Regions from separate parts of the Mus musculus genome. Here region 1 is linked to region 2. A link is a contact called in public Hi-C data. All regions are on one chromosome and are shown on one strand. The core of a region is the stretch at or near the end of the contact, and the rest is flanking DNA. Distances in the headings are between cores, read along the strand shown. Region 1 overlaps Grip1 (glutamate receptor interacting protein 1). Region 2 overlaps Grip1 (glutamate receptor interacting protein 1).

The links. Hi-C and Micro-C count contacts between places; a contact is called where the count stands out from the background.
Region 1: a contact with region 2 is called in a Hi-C map of the N1E-115 cell line, with 3 times the contacts expected there. The contact joins two enhancer-like sites. A contact is called at or near these places in 11 of 484 Hi-C or Micro-C datasets (the C2C12 cell line, the N1E-115 cell line, embryonic stem cells and 4 more), 8 of 115 datasets of contacts at active chromatin or transcription factors (embryonic basal ganglia, embryonic forebrain, embryonic limb bud and 3 more) and 2 of 9 other capture datasets (adipose tissue and embryonic tail).

What each region holds. Positions count from the first base shown.
Region 1 is chr10:119,798,639-119,805,680 of GRCm38.p6, forward strand. The region is part of intron 1 of Grip1 (glutamate receptor interacting protein 1); the gene reads left to right. Gm51815 (a long non-coding RNA gene) reads right to left here. Exons shown (of 3, transcript XR_003949037.1): 3 at 1-7,042. Among named protein-coding and RNA genes, the nearest start is that of Gm51815, 18 kb to the right of the region's middle. Within about 2 kb of position 3,978, at least 6 of the 459 cell types and tissues checked have an H3K27ac peak or open chromatin away from gene starts, as enhancers often do. A contact at or near this core is called in the N1E-115 cell line, where this site is marked.
Region 2 is chr10:119,660,559-119,666,877 of GRCm38.p6, forward strand. All of the region lies in intron 1 of Grip1 (glutamate receptor interacting protein 1), which reads left to right. Among named protein-coding and RNA genes, the nearest start is that of Gm40780, 34 kb to the left of the region's middle. Within about 2 kb of position 3,118, at least 6 of the 459 cell types and tissues checked have an H3K27ac peak or open chromatin away from gene starts, as enhancers often do. A contact at or near this core is called in the N1E-115 cell line, where this site is marked.

The DNA of each region.
Region 1 (7,042 bases), core at 2,728-5,227, 140 kb after region 2:
TATTAATTCTTTGGGAGTTTCATGCAACATATTTTGATCGTATTCCTCTCCTTTCCCCAGTTTCTCCTAAGTCTGTAAGGATGGCTTCTTATCTTTCTATACTCGATGCTCAAGTGTTCCAAGGGAAGTGCTCCTGAATCAGGGAGAGCTGGCTTATGTAGACCTATGATGTTCTAATGTGATGTGGTCCTGACACATACTATGATAAGACGGAGACAGGAAGAAAGCGATCATTATGTAATAGCTACCATTTGCAGGGCTACCTGAAGGGCACAAAGCTACCCTCAAAAAACTCAAAGACAGGTGTTACAATGTTCCTGGCTCACAAAGACCTGCATGTATTCATAGTCACAGAGTAGAAATATGTGTTCTGTGGTCTCACCCCAGGCCGTCACGCTCCAAATACTGTGCCTTAAAAATTCAAAGATGCCAGGCAGTGGTGGTGCATGCCTTTAATCCCAGCACTTGGGAGGCAGAGGCAGGCGGACTTCTGAGTTTGAGGACAGCCAGGACTACACAGAGAAACCCTGTCTTGAAAAACAAAACAAAACAAAACAAAAAATCAAAGAAATAAATAATTAAGTTTATCATGGTAACAATAGAGGATGTGAATAGTGTGTTTGTGTAGTCTATCTTGAATTTCCTAAGCATCTACAAAAGTCAGATTTCACTCCTGTAGGACAAGGTAGAAGGCTGCTCTGGAGCCAAGGATGGAGAAACAATACTCAATGCGTTAAAGGAACTCCCTCGAAGCAAAGCTGCGTATTTCCTGTGGTAACTGAGTTTGATTGTCAACTTGGATACCTGAGGTATTGATGAGGGAGGCACACCGTTAGGTGTATGTGTGTGTGAGAGAGAGAGGGGCTTTTCCAGCCCTGAATCTGAGTAGAACCAGGCCATGGCCTGGGGCCCCAGGCTGAAACAAAGGGGGAAAGGAGAAAGCCAGCCGAGAACCAGCCCTCGAGACTGTTTCCTGGCGACCATGGCGCCCCTGCTTCCAAGCGTTCTTTATCATGACGGACCAGATCCTTTCCAACCTTGAACCAAAGTATCTTCTCCTCCTTTAAGCTGCTTTGTGACCAGGGTTTGGTCACAGCAAAGAGCGAAGTAGCTAATACATTTTCTTTTCCCAATTCTAATGAGGACAAGGTCCCATCTAGAGGACAAAATGCTTCCTGAAGTTTCACTTCAGAGACTAGCAGGGTTTTTTTTTTTTTTTGGTCTAAGTTGATAAAGTGAAGACAGTTGAAACAGAACCATCCCGGGAAGGAGAAATTAAGCTGCGCAGAATCTGGGAGAAGGGAACTTCCAAAGGGTGGTGTCCTGAACGGAAATGAGAATATGGCTCCGCACAAATGCAGCTTCATATACTTGATATTTTAAAAGCATATGGTGTGTTCATATATTAAAAAATGCTATTGTACATAGGTACAGCCTGGCTTCTAACTTGTGTGAAGTTACGGTTTTAGTTTCTTTGCTCACGTATGTCTTACTTCTGCTGTGTTCTTCCCAGTGCGTGTTCAAGCCCAGGTACGCAATGGCGGTATGATGACTTTTTAAAAATCTGACCGATATCATGAGACTGCAAGGTCCCATTTATCAGTGTCTTTCTTTTTTTTCCAGTGCTTAATATTTTACATATTGCAGAAAACATTACTTTTCATATTCTTTTCTGTATTTAACTCTATGTAGAGAAGACCTTTCTACATCTAGAATCCAGGCAAATCTAGATATATTGTCTGGATCAATATTAAGAGAATGAATAAGCTTTTATTTTTATTTTACTTCTCTTTATTGAGGTGGGGACCTTGATGTGTGTTTTCTAATCAGAACAATACGTTTTTCCATGGAGACATGCATGAGAAATGTGGTGTTACTTCCTACAAAAAAAAAAGTGTTACAAGCTTGGAAAAGCTTGATATCCACTGTTTTCCTCTCCCTACCCCGCCCCCTCTCTCCTGGAGTCTAGTAGACAGAGGAAGATGGCGTCAGGGCCATCCCTGCTCCTATTCAGTTCCCTGCAGGAAGACATCACACCTCCAGCTCAAACCACTCAACCTAAATAAACTCAGATTCAGTATTAGCCCACACTGAGCCCCAGAGAAGCACCAGGCTAAGAGCCAGGTGAGCTGGCAGAAGTTTGCTATTGGGCACGTGACCTGCTCCAACCTTGGTTTGAAGATACTTATGATATGTTTAGAGGAGCAACAGCTTAACAAGTAGCTTGTTATTATGACATTAAAACCTGTGGCTTCTCCCTAAGGAACTTCAGGAGCTTGACACACCCGAACGCATTTATCCGTTCCCACATCCCTCAGAAGTCAGCAAAAGGCCAGGGCTATTTTTATCCTTCTCTTGATGCGAAGAAAATAGGACATAGGGAAGGAGGAAGAGAAAACTGTTTTTTTGGTTTTTTTGGTTTTTTTTTTTTTCTCTACCCTTTAAATTTCAGTCCCGGGTTTTGGAGAGATGGCTTAACAGTTAAGAGTACTTGATATTCATGTAGAGGACCGAGTTTGGTTCCCAGCACCCTCGTGGCAGCACAGGACGGTCTGTAACATCAGCTCCAAGGGATCTGCTTCCCTTTTCTGGTCTCATAGGCGGAGGATACATGTGCTGCACAGACACTCCTGCTGGCACATCGTTTGTGCGCCTAAAATAAAAATAAATACATCTTTAAGCATCGGTCCTTCTGCTCTCGATGATGAAAGGTCAAGTCATTCCATTTGTATTTTTCTTAATATACTGCTCATCCCTGCATCCATCCATTCACAACTGTTCACAGAGCATAACACCTGCTTAATAAATTAGACTTACGTTCATGTTCACATTCACAATGGGTGGACTCTTCAGTTTAGAGTTACAGAGTTGCTGTACAAAACCCAGAGCAACCTCAAATCACAGGGAGTGTGATTTAAGAACCATTGAAATTAGAAGATTCACAGAAACCTTCATTTCCTGAGCAGTTTTGAGCACACACCAAACTCCGTTGGTTGCAAGCTTCCAAATATCCCTTCCTTGGCTCTAACATTCTATAATTATTTTCTAAGTTTCTTAACCACACTGACTATATTCTATCTCTGACTTAGGTTCATGCTGCCCTTTGACTTTTATGTCTGTAAATAACAACAACAACAACAACAACAAAATCTAGAATTTCCCTCTTATCACTGTTGTGAGTCAAGTTTAGATCAGTGCTTTAGTATCAGCAAGCAGATACTAACATGACAGCATTCTGTGTGAGAGTTTTCTATCCTTAGAAACCTAAAAGGGCCGGCCGAAATGTGTGTGCCTGTTGGGTTGAGGGACCATGGCTGAGACACCCTAAGGAGTGTCCAGTGCATGCATGCTGCAGTGGGCTGTCCTGATGGGGCTTTTCAACGACACACCAGCTTCTCACCCACTCCTCCCACTTCGGCTCTTCTGTCCCTTCTTCCCTGAGCTCTGTCCTTTCCCTTCAGACCCCATCTCCAATCTCCCATGTTGTTCCTTCTTCATGGAGCTTCGGTCTCCTCCGTCCTGCACACACTCCCTTGTCTAGGATACTCTCCCACAGTGTTCTTCACCTCCCCCTCTATTTATTGCTCCCCTAAGTTTCCCCTGGGAGTGTTGCTTCTATTTCTCCAACCAGCACGTGCTGACTTGGTTATCATTACCTTCTCTAAGCAAACTCGCATACATAAATCATGAAAGACGTCCACTCACGTGTGCATGCACAATCACCTGAATGACACACTTTCCCCGGAAGCTGTGTGAGAGCGGAGGGCATCACACCCCTACCTGCACCTCCAGTATCTTCCTCAAGTTGGAAACATTTGCTTTTAGATAGCAGTGGCACACTGTGGTGGCCTTGGATAAGATAACGTCGCACTTGCCAGCAGGAGTTTAAAGATTTATGCCCGTGGATCAATCCCATTAGCCACCGACAGGGACTACAGCCAAGATCAGGAGCAGAGCCAAGGGCTGACAAGGCAGCAGGATCCTCTCCTGCCGAGTGGCCCTCAGCCCTTGCTATACCTGCCAGCTTCCAGCTAATCAGAGCAGTTTTGGAACAGGTGTTCTCTGTCCTGCATCCTGTTGCTTGAGAGCAGAGGGGAAGAGTTTGCCACCTGGTCAGAATTTGTATAAACAGATGCTAGGAAGAAAAGGCTTGGGCTGCGTGCTCTGTCAGCACTGTGCTTTGAGCAGAGACCTCTCTGGCGCGTAAGGGTCTTCTGCACATGCGCTGTGCCCTTCTGCGGTCAGCAACTCAGCTAGTTCCCGAAGCGGATTCTCTTAGCCAGTGCGTTTCTCCTGTTGAAGTCGCCATGACGTCAGTAGGACAGTGATGTAGATAGAGGACCAAGAAGCCATTCTCTGTGTCATTACTCTATGATTTCCATTTCCTTTATGGCATTATGACAATATCATCAACAGACCTCCATAAGACTTCAAGGGTCCAGGGAGCCATCAGGCCCAGTTCAAGTGTGAAAGCAGACTATCTTAACTAGTTTAAGCCTGGCACTGGCTCCGCCCTTGGCCACAGGGTACCTGTTCGCAGAGTTGCAGACTCAGACTCTGGTCTACCTCTGTGACATAGAAACGTCTCAATAATGGTGATTGTAAGATGGGAAACTAGAGTAACAATGTCTCTGCACATTGGGAAGAACGTGAGATCACAGGAACGGCATCAATAATTAATATCACCTCCGGAGTCAACAGCAGTTAATATCGCTGTTGATTGTGCTGTATCAAGCATTCCCCCTGACAGTAATACAAGCCTTGCTGGTAGGCATTCTCTGTTTTCTTCACTGTCGGCTGAAGAAGCTGGTTCTGGCAGATATGGGGAGCAGTAAAATCATAGTCATATCAAACATTTACGACGACATAGCATCCCCATGTCCCTTCTAGCACAGTCAGGTCAGAATAGAATTCAAAGCCTGGTTTTCACAACCACAGAAAGGAATAAAGTGCTCTGGGGAAAGAGATAATTAATTCGCAGAAACTCCACTCTCTTTTGAGTATTAAAGTTATCCTTAAACTTCTTTCTTCAAAACAACGTAGCAACCGCTTTCCGCTGCTCCCCCTCGTGGAGATGCTCAGAGCTCACAGGTTGTTGGGAGTGGTCAGACATTGTCCAAATCAGAGCTGATGGATGGGGTACCATTCACATCTTAGCCAGAGTATGTAGTGAGTAATGGCATGTTTCTACCAGCAGATGGCAGTAAAGTGTCTTGACAATGGATGTTACCTTAATGCTCTCAGTGATGCCACCAGAGCTATAAGTAAGTGGCTTTCTATGTGAGAAAAGTGACAAAGGTGAGGAGAGTTTAGGTAGTGAAATGATAGAGTAAGTGCATATGTTTGTAAATATGGAGACTTTGACTGCAATGACGTCACCCTCTACATTTGTCATCTGTTCACAAGCATCCTCCTAATCAGAGTCTTTCATTTTCCACACCCGAGTAACTTACTCATGACTCATGGTACCTCCCTGACATAGCTGTAACCTGAGGAAGAGCGAGTATGGGCTTTCCCTGTCCCTCACGAAGCCAATAAAGCAAGAAGCATTTTTTGTAAGATTTAGAGCAAACCTGTGGTTCTCCTGGAAGTTCTGCACACAGTAGGGCCACTCGCAGGTGCGCATTTTACCAGCAGGAGCGCCTCCTTGGACCAGTTTGGAGCTTTAAAATATGCATCTGACTCTTACGTTCTTCCCAGCTCTTCTTCCCTGAGGACGCCTGTGCCTTGGGAGGAGAGGTTGTAAGACCAAAGATGTCTCCTTCAGACCAAGCACTGCAGAGTCTCTGACTCTCTGTACCTTGAGCAGTTGTGGGTGTCTGTGTGGATCACTGTCGACTGCCAAGGGAAGCTTCTCTCTAGGGAGGGTTGACAGATGCACTAAAAGGGGAAGGGAGCTTGTAAGAAGATCAGAGCAGGAGTTAGCGACAGGAAAACAGTGTCTTGGGGATACCGTGGTGCAGTTGCACGTGTGGATTCACAGCAGCTGAGGCGTCACGTGCAAGGTCTGTACAAGCTCACGCAAAACAAAAATCCAGCCTAGAGAGGAGAAGAGGGCATGAGCGCCCACCCCCATCTCAGCAGCTATTGGGAAGTAATAATTGCTAAAGGGGGCATATCAGTTTTCTTCAAGAGGGCAACCCCCGGTGAGTGGACCACCCTCCAGTGAAGGCCACATAGCCAAGAGTATGTGGGCAGCAGAGACTGGACTTGGTGGATTTTTAAGAGAGGCTCCATTGGGTAGCTGGGGGCGGAGGGGGGGGGGTGTTGGTCCCAGAAGGAGCTGTGGAGGGGTGTATCTCATCAAATTACATTGTAAGAGGAAGAAACTGTATCTGGGAGGTGCATCACCCAAGGGAACCTATAAGAAGAGACAAGAATCTTAAGTCCCTAGAAGATTCAGACAAGCTACAGTGGATGTAAGAAGCCTGCTAAGCCACTGGGGAAATCTGGGACGTATTTGGTCCACATTTAGAAGAGGTGGGTTCTGTTGTTCAGTCCCCCCCGAGAGTCACCGTACAAAACTGTAGGCACTAGGTGAGGTGAACTTGTATCAATTCTCTAAGGCAAGCCCCGTGTGTGTGTCATTTAAAAGAAGCACAAGTTGTAGTGAGCTATGCAGCTGAGTCATTTCTAAATTCCACTCAGGCAAAACCAGTACATTTATAGGTTACAAAGTGTCCCTTAAGCCACCAGTCTGATAACCAGTTAAGACAGAGGTTTCACCCGTCCAGTTTAAGACCTGGCTCTCTGGAACGGCTAGGATGACTAGAGAGATGCTGTTGGCATGGCGACATGTGTGGCAATAACACATTCCAGCAGCACCCCTGTACTGAGGCTATTGTAAATAGTCTTGGTAACTTCTCTACCCTTCTTGACAGTTCAATGAGAGTGGGTCACTGGTGGCTTTTGGGAGGCCAGCCTAGCATTTACTGAATGTTGGTTACTTTCTAACGGGGAGGGAGTTCTAGGTTTACATCTTGAATTAAGATCATAACAACCAACCCCTTCATGGAAAACCAGGAAGGCTGAGGCACGAGGC
Region 2 (6,319 bases), core at 1,868-4,367:
TGCCCTAGCTAGCCATGGAAACTGGAAGTTTTGTCAGAGTGACTAAACTTCTAGAATGGTTTAAAGTGAGAAAAAGCAGAGCCCAGAATTTAATGCCAGAATGTATGTATGGTGATATGATCCCGTATTTATCCTTTGACACTTTTGGTTGTGTGTTTCTTCCTTTGTGACTGCAATCTTCTATATTTATTATTTATTTTATACATCTTGACCATTGTAAGACGTATGGCTCAGCTGTGTTCTGCCATACCATACCTAATCTGTTCATCTCCTTTCATTTGTATAATAGAAGCTACACTCCCCCTCCCCCATGCCTTTCCACTTCCTCTGGTTTCTCTGTATGAGATCACCTACTCAGAACCTCTGGTGCAAATGACCTCACAGGCCATCCATCTTTTGAACTAGCACAGCCTGTTTTGTTAGAGAAGAGTTTTACTTATTTATTTATTTATTTATTTATTTTATCAGCAGGGTGCTCTCTGACACTAAAAACGTACACTTCCAGCATGGCCTAGCAGAGAGACAAGAAAAGAAGAGAGGGAGGGAGGGAGGGAGGGAGGGAGGGAGGGAGGGAGGGAGGGAGGGAGGGGGAACCTCAGAGATTTGCATGGATGGTAGCAGTCTCCATCCCTGTGGGCCAGCATCACATGGCAGGAAGCATCCAGTGTGAACCAGCTGTTTAGTCTTCAGTTTTCCTTCCTTTTGCTTCCCCTCGCTCTCGGAGGACTTGTTTTATATTTCCGAGGACTCTGCTCTACCGCATTTTTACAATTATCAATACAGATACCCAGGAACATTGGAGTTTCAGAAAGCTAAGAATGTTTCGTGGGAGTAAAGCTCACGCAGAGCTTGGGAGCTCCTGATATTAAAGGAATAATTCTTGTACGCTAGTCTAATTGTAATTGGCGTCCTGGACTTTTCTGGGAAGCTTTTTTTTTTTTTTCAATTTTGAAAGATGTCTTCTATCTTTTATCTATGCCTTTTGTTTAAAGAAAACTGGCGGGATGTGTTGAATTTTGAAACATGTGTGGGGTGGGGCTGGATGTTTGAGTCCTCATGTTCGCAGGAGTGCAGGACAAGAGGGGGCCCAGTGCCTGAAGCTTCCCCCGCCTCTCACTCCTTCCCTGGGGCTAAATTTGGTTCTCAGGGCTCTTGTGCCAGCCCTGCTGCTTCTTGGTACCAACCCAGTAGGTAAACCAATTTCCCTGCAGTCTGAGAAATCTTAGGCATTTCAGACTTAATCCTATGCCCTGGTGTGTGATGAATTCATTTTACAAGGTGAGTAATAACATTACCGGCAAGAAAAATGTCAACCAATCAGCTAGGAAAAATTTTACATATACCCCATTAAGAGTGCAGCGCTTCCCGCCATTGCTGTGGCGGGTACCTTTCCTGTCTCGTCTAGGACAAATGCTCTTCCTCTGATTCCACCTCTCACATTAGTTCTTAGACACAGATCTGCCTCCACAGATTAACCTTAGAGAGCCGCTGCGACTCCGCAATCTCATTAGTAACTAAATGCCACCGCCCCGAATCCAAAGCTAATTATTGTCCCTTAATAAGAATAACCTTCATTCTTTTCTATTTGAAATAATGACTTTGGAGATTAAGAGTCCTTCACGTGTGCTTCAGTGGGCGATCAGTATCAATAGCTCCTTATTACGATCCTTGCTGCCGTTATTATTTCAAATGTCCAGGTAGTAGAGATTCTCACTTCATTAGAGTTTGAGGGGCCATTTTATCCTCTGCCTGAGTAGCTGCCACCTGAGCTTGAATAGGGAACGGCATTGTGAGGTCAAAACGTGCAAAGGAAGATGTCTAGATCAAAGCCATTTGCCACAGATGAAGTTGTATGACTTTTTCAGCCTTGAGGATTACATATGCCTGCCATAGCTATGGGGTCTTCTTGGCCACACAAACATGCTTTATAACTTAGAAAGAAGACAGGAAATTGGTACAGAGGTAAAAATGAATGGGGATCCGCCTGGCTTCCTGTTAATTTGAAGTACTCGGCAGAGTACTTTATACTGGATAAATGCAAGCTGGAAGCGGGCCCCTCTCCATGCCATCTGACCAGACTGGATATCGGCAGTCATGAATGAGCTGACTCGAAGGCCATGGTCTCTGTTCTTTCAAGACCCCATCCTGTTAGGAATTCCTTTTCCCTCTGAAGTGTGTTTGTTCCTTCTGGGGGCTACCTTCCTTCAGTCCAACCCCTGCTGAATGGAGTAGTTAACTGAGTTGAATCCTTCAGGTGTTTCTTGTACATTCGTCTTCATTTCATACATATATTCATAGACTGAGGCATTCTTGTGTAGATGCAGTGGTATATTTAAAATAAATCCACCGATGAATATTGCATGCAATTAAGTCGAAGAATTAAATTCTCCAAAAACTCTCATCTCACAGAATTGAGTCTATGACAAGTTGACCTTGTACCCAGGCAACATTGTCTACGTTTCTTCCAGGTTTGCCTCTCAGGTCCCTAGGGCCACTGAGAGGAAGTTTTGCCTGCTAAATGATCCAAAATATCCATGACTTATGAGCAGCCAACGGGCTGATTCTTTCAGCAAACGGAAGTTCTCCTTTTTTCCAAGTTTCTTTTTGTAATGTTACTTCAGATACGAGTCAGGTGGGGATTAAATCCAAATTAGTATAATTTCCTTTCGTAGCGGTAGTCGTATTACAGTTGTTCTCATTTGCGGCAACAAGCACTTAGTGTCTCTTCGCTGGGTGCTATAAACCGTTCAGATCTGCGGTAGAGCCCTCTTAGTGCTTTTGACTGAGGGAGCTGATTGCTTCCGCCTCCGCCGGCGTGCCCTTTAAAATGCCCGGTTCTCCGCTAAGTTTAAAACTGGCTTTGTACATATGGGATGGCCCTCCTCCCTGAACCCCGTATTTTACTCTGACAGCTCTGTTATCCTTAAGCTTCACTGGTCATCCTGTTTTCTTCAGCTGGCTTCTCTCTGCTTGACCTCTTACATTTTCTCGCTGGCCCAGCCAATTGCTATTGCCAAACTGGAATCACCTGTCTCGCTGCTCACCCGCTCTTACCAATCAGAGCCAAAGCACACCCTACCCTGCATCAGGTGAGGCCCCGCCCTTGCCCTGTCCTCCCCAGTCACTTCATCCTGTTCCCTGGCCCCAAACATTCCCAATCAAATTCCTTGGCTCTATTATGTCTGAATTGATTTGTTCCCATGCTTGAGTGAACGTTGCCGATCTCTGCCCCAGGCAGGAAGCTTGTCTAATCAGAGCTGTGCATCTCCTGTGTCCACTCTAGGCAGACAGAGTCCTGTCTCATTAGTGCAATGTTGATATCTCAACATCGCCGAGCTGCTAACTCCATTAGCCATTACCCATAAAGCTTTGCACTCGAAAACACTTGAAGCATTTGAAAACGTTTTTAGAATGGGTGCTGTATGCTTGCCTCGCATGCATGAAGTCCTAGCTTTGAGAGCTCCAGTACTTTGTAAAACTAGGCATGGCATCCCAGCATGCTCTACTGAGACATCCCAGCATGCACTACTGAGGATCCCAGCATGCACTACTGAGGCATCCCAGCATGCATTCCTGAGAGGGAAGCAGGAAGATCGGAAGCTTAAGGTCGTCCTAGGTTACCTCAGGAGTTTGAGTGGAATTCATGAGACCCTATCTAGAAAACTTAAATTTGTGCTCTGACCAGAACAGGAGTGTAACTCATATTTCCAGGCCTGGGCCAGATGTTTCCAGATTCTCGACCTGTTAACCGAAGAAACAAAATAAGGGCTCTCTCGGATATTTCAAAAGAAGCAAGAAAATTTTATTTGGATTTAGGCAATTAGTACAGATTCAAGAGAGACGGATGAATCTCTCAGGATTGCTTGTGGGTAATGTGAGTGAAGACTCTCAAGGGTCCTGATCATGGTTTGGGGCTCGAGGGAGGATCTGGTTTCTAGGAGACCAAACTTGGGTGTCTCTCTGCTCTGACTGCTAGATTACATCGCACACTTCTTTCTCCTACCATGTCTCTCCCTTTCTACAGGGCATCAGAGTTTGATCAGATGCATGCCTAATTGTGCACAGAGGTAAAGAGTAAACAGGGGTAATAGTCACCCTAAAAGGCAACTAGAGGAAACAGTTTTGCCTTCCTACAGAGATGCCCCAAACTAGTTCAGGTCAGGCACACCCTTCTAGTCTATCTATCCGAATATGCTGAGAATACACTTGAACAGAAACTGTCTAAATTTTATCATTCCTGGGGCAGGGAAACTAATACCATTGTTAGGAGCTGGGAGTGCTGGTGGCCAGATCGGTGTCGGGAGAGAGGGTTCTCAGCTTTGTGACTGCATTGCTTGGAGAGGGGGATGTGTGTGTGGTGCACTCAAGTGAAGGAATTAGGGTACCAAGGGCAGTGTGTATGTGTGTGTGTGTGTGTATGTATGTATGTTTAAAAAAAGCAAATGGGAGTCCCAGGCTACCAAACCCTCTCCTCTGCTTGCCTGCCTCATAAGCATAAATAGTACTGTTGATGGAATAATAAATACAGAAGCAGAATCATACACTAACTTTTGTGTGTTTTTTTTTTTTTTTTTTTTTTTTTTTTGCTATATGGGAGCAGAGAAGAGGAGGGGAAAGGAGGGGAGGATGGGGAAAGGAGAGAAGAGGAGGGGAGGAAAGGGAAGGTGAAGAGGGGAAGGGAAGAGAGGGGAGGGGAGGGGAGGAGAGAAGAGGAGAGAGGATGGGAGGGGAGGAGAGGGGAGGGGAGGGGAGGGGAGGAGAGAGGATGGGAGGGGAGGGGAGGGGAGGAGAGAGGAGGGGAGGGGAGGAGAGGGGAGGGGAGGGGAGGGGAGGAGAGAGGAGGGGAGAAGAGGAGAGGGGAGGAGAGGGGAGGGGGGAGGAGAGGAGAAGGGAAGAGAAAGAAAGGATGGAACACACCTCTCTGTCTTTCCACCATGTGGGGATTCACACCCAGGTTGCTGGTCCTAATGGCCTAAGTGCCTTTATCGGCAGGAGCCATTTGCAGTCCTGGTACCTCACTCCTGCTGCTCTGGGAAGGATTGAACTCATTGCTTTTCTTCCCCAGTGTGGTTCTCCTGCTGGATTCTCTCTCCAGGTCATCAAACAGCCCAAGCTGAAAACTGGAGCCCCATCACTGCCGCCGCCTCCATTCTGCTACAGGGTTTTAAGCCCTTGGTCTTCTTCCCTCCTCTACTGCAGATGTTCACCTGAGATTCTGGTGTACAGTGTGATGATTCCAGAGCCAGCCTTTGATAGTAGTCTTCCTTTGGATGGAAGCATACATTTCCTCTCCTCCAGCCCCCAGCTGATAAAAAGGACTTTGAAGAGCATACAAGCACCCCGTTTTCTTTGGAAGACCAGCATGCGCCTTTGGCGGTCCAGCTAACCAACTCTGGGCACCACATTTTCTCCCCTTCAAATAAGCTAGTCATCTCTCGTGCTTGTGGTGGGACAGCCTGCTGCCAGCCTGCAAATGTGGCCTGTTAATGACGTTACTCCTTTCAAGCCCATGAAGAACACCTTGGAAGGAGGAGCAGGGCCCTGCCTCTGACCGCCCCTCTCCCTTAGTGATGGAGGTGGTCAGGTCAAGATCACCTCTCATCATTCCTAATGCACAGCTTCTCCCTGTTCCTTTGTTTACAGGTTAAAAGGCATGGGTGTTTAAAACCGAGATTCATGAGCAGAGGGGAAAAAAATGTGCCCCTGTATTTTCTTTCTAAATTTAGTGAAATCGATTCGAGGGAGAGTGGTGTTGGTTTATGTGTGTGGGAGTCGCGAGGGGGTTCTTCTAATGATACATCTACTTCAAGAGCTGTGGCCTCTTTTAAAAGATGCATAGAAGTGCATGCTAATGTAATGGCCTCTGTGTCGCTGCCTGAAAGGTCCCATTAACTAGGAGCAGACTATAAAAGGACTGGAGATGAAGGCGCGCAGGAAGTGCGGGAGACAGAAAAGGCCTGGGGAGAGAGACTCCTTCTGTGGTGGGAGAAGGTCCTGGGTTGTCTCCACCTGGATTCCCATGAAGCACTCAGAGATGATGAGCTATGGGTACCATTGCCAAGGGCGGGGATGCATCAGATTTAGAGATGAGACCTCACATAGGTCTCGAGTTGCACCGGGATAGTGAAACAATCATGCTGTATTTGATCTTCTATTAGGATCTGAACTCCTATTCGGCAACTCCGAAACGGGCCCTGTATACATGGCTTCCGGCCTGTCATTGGAATCAAATATCAAAACAAACTTTGAGGTTTCTTTCTCTAGAGGTGCCTGAGTCTGAGGAGGATAATTTCAGGCTGGACTTGGACACAGCTTGACC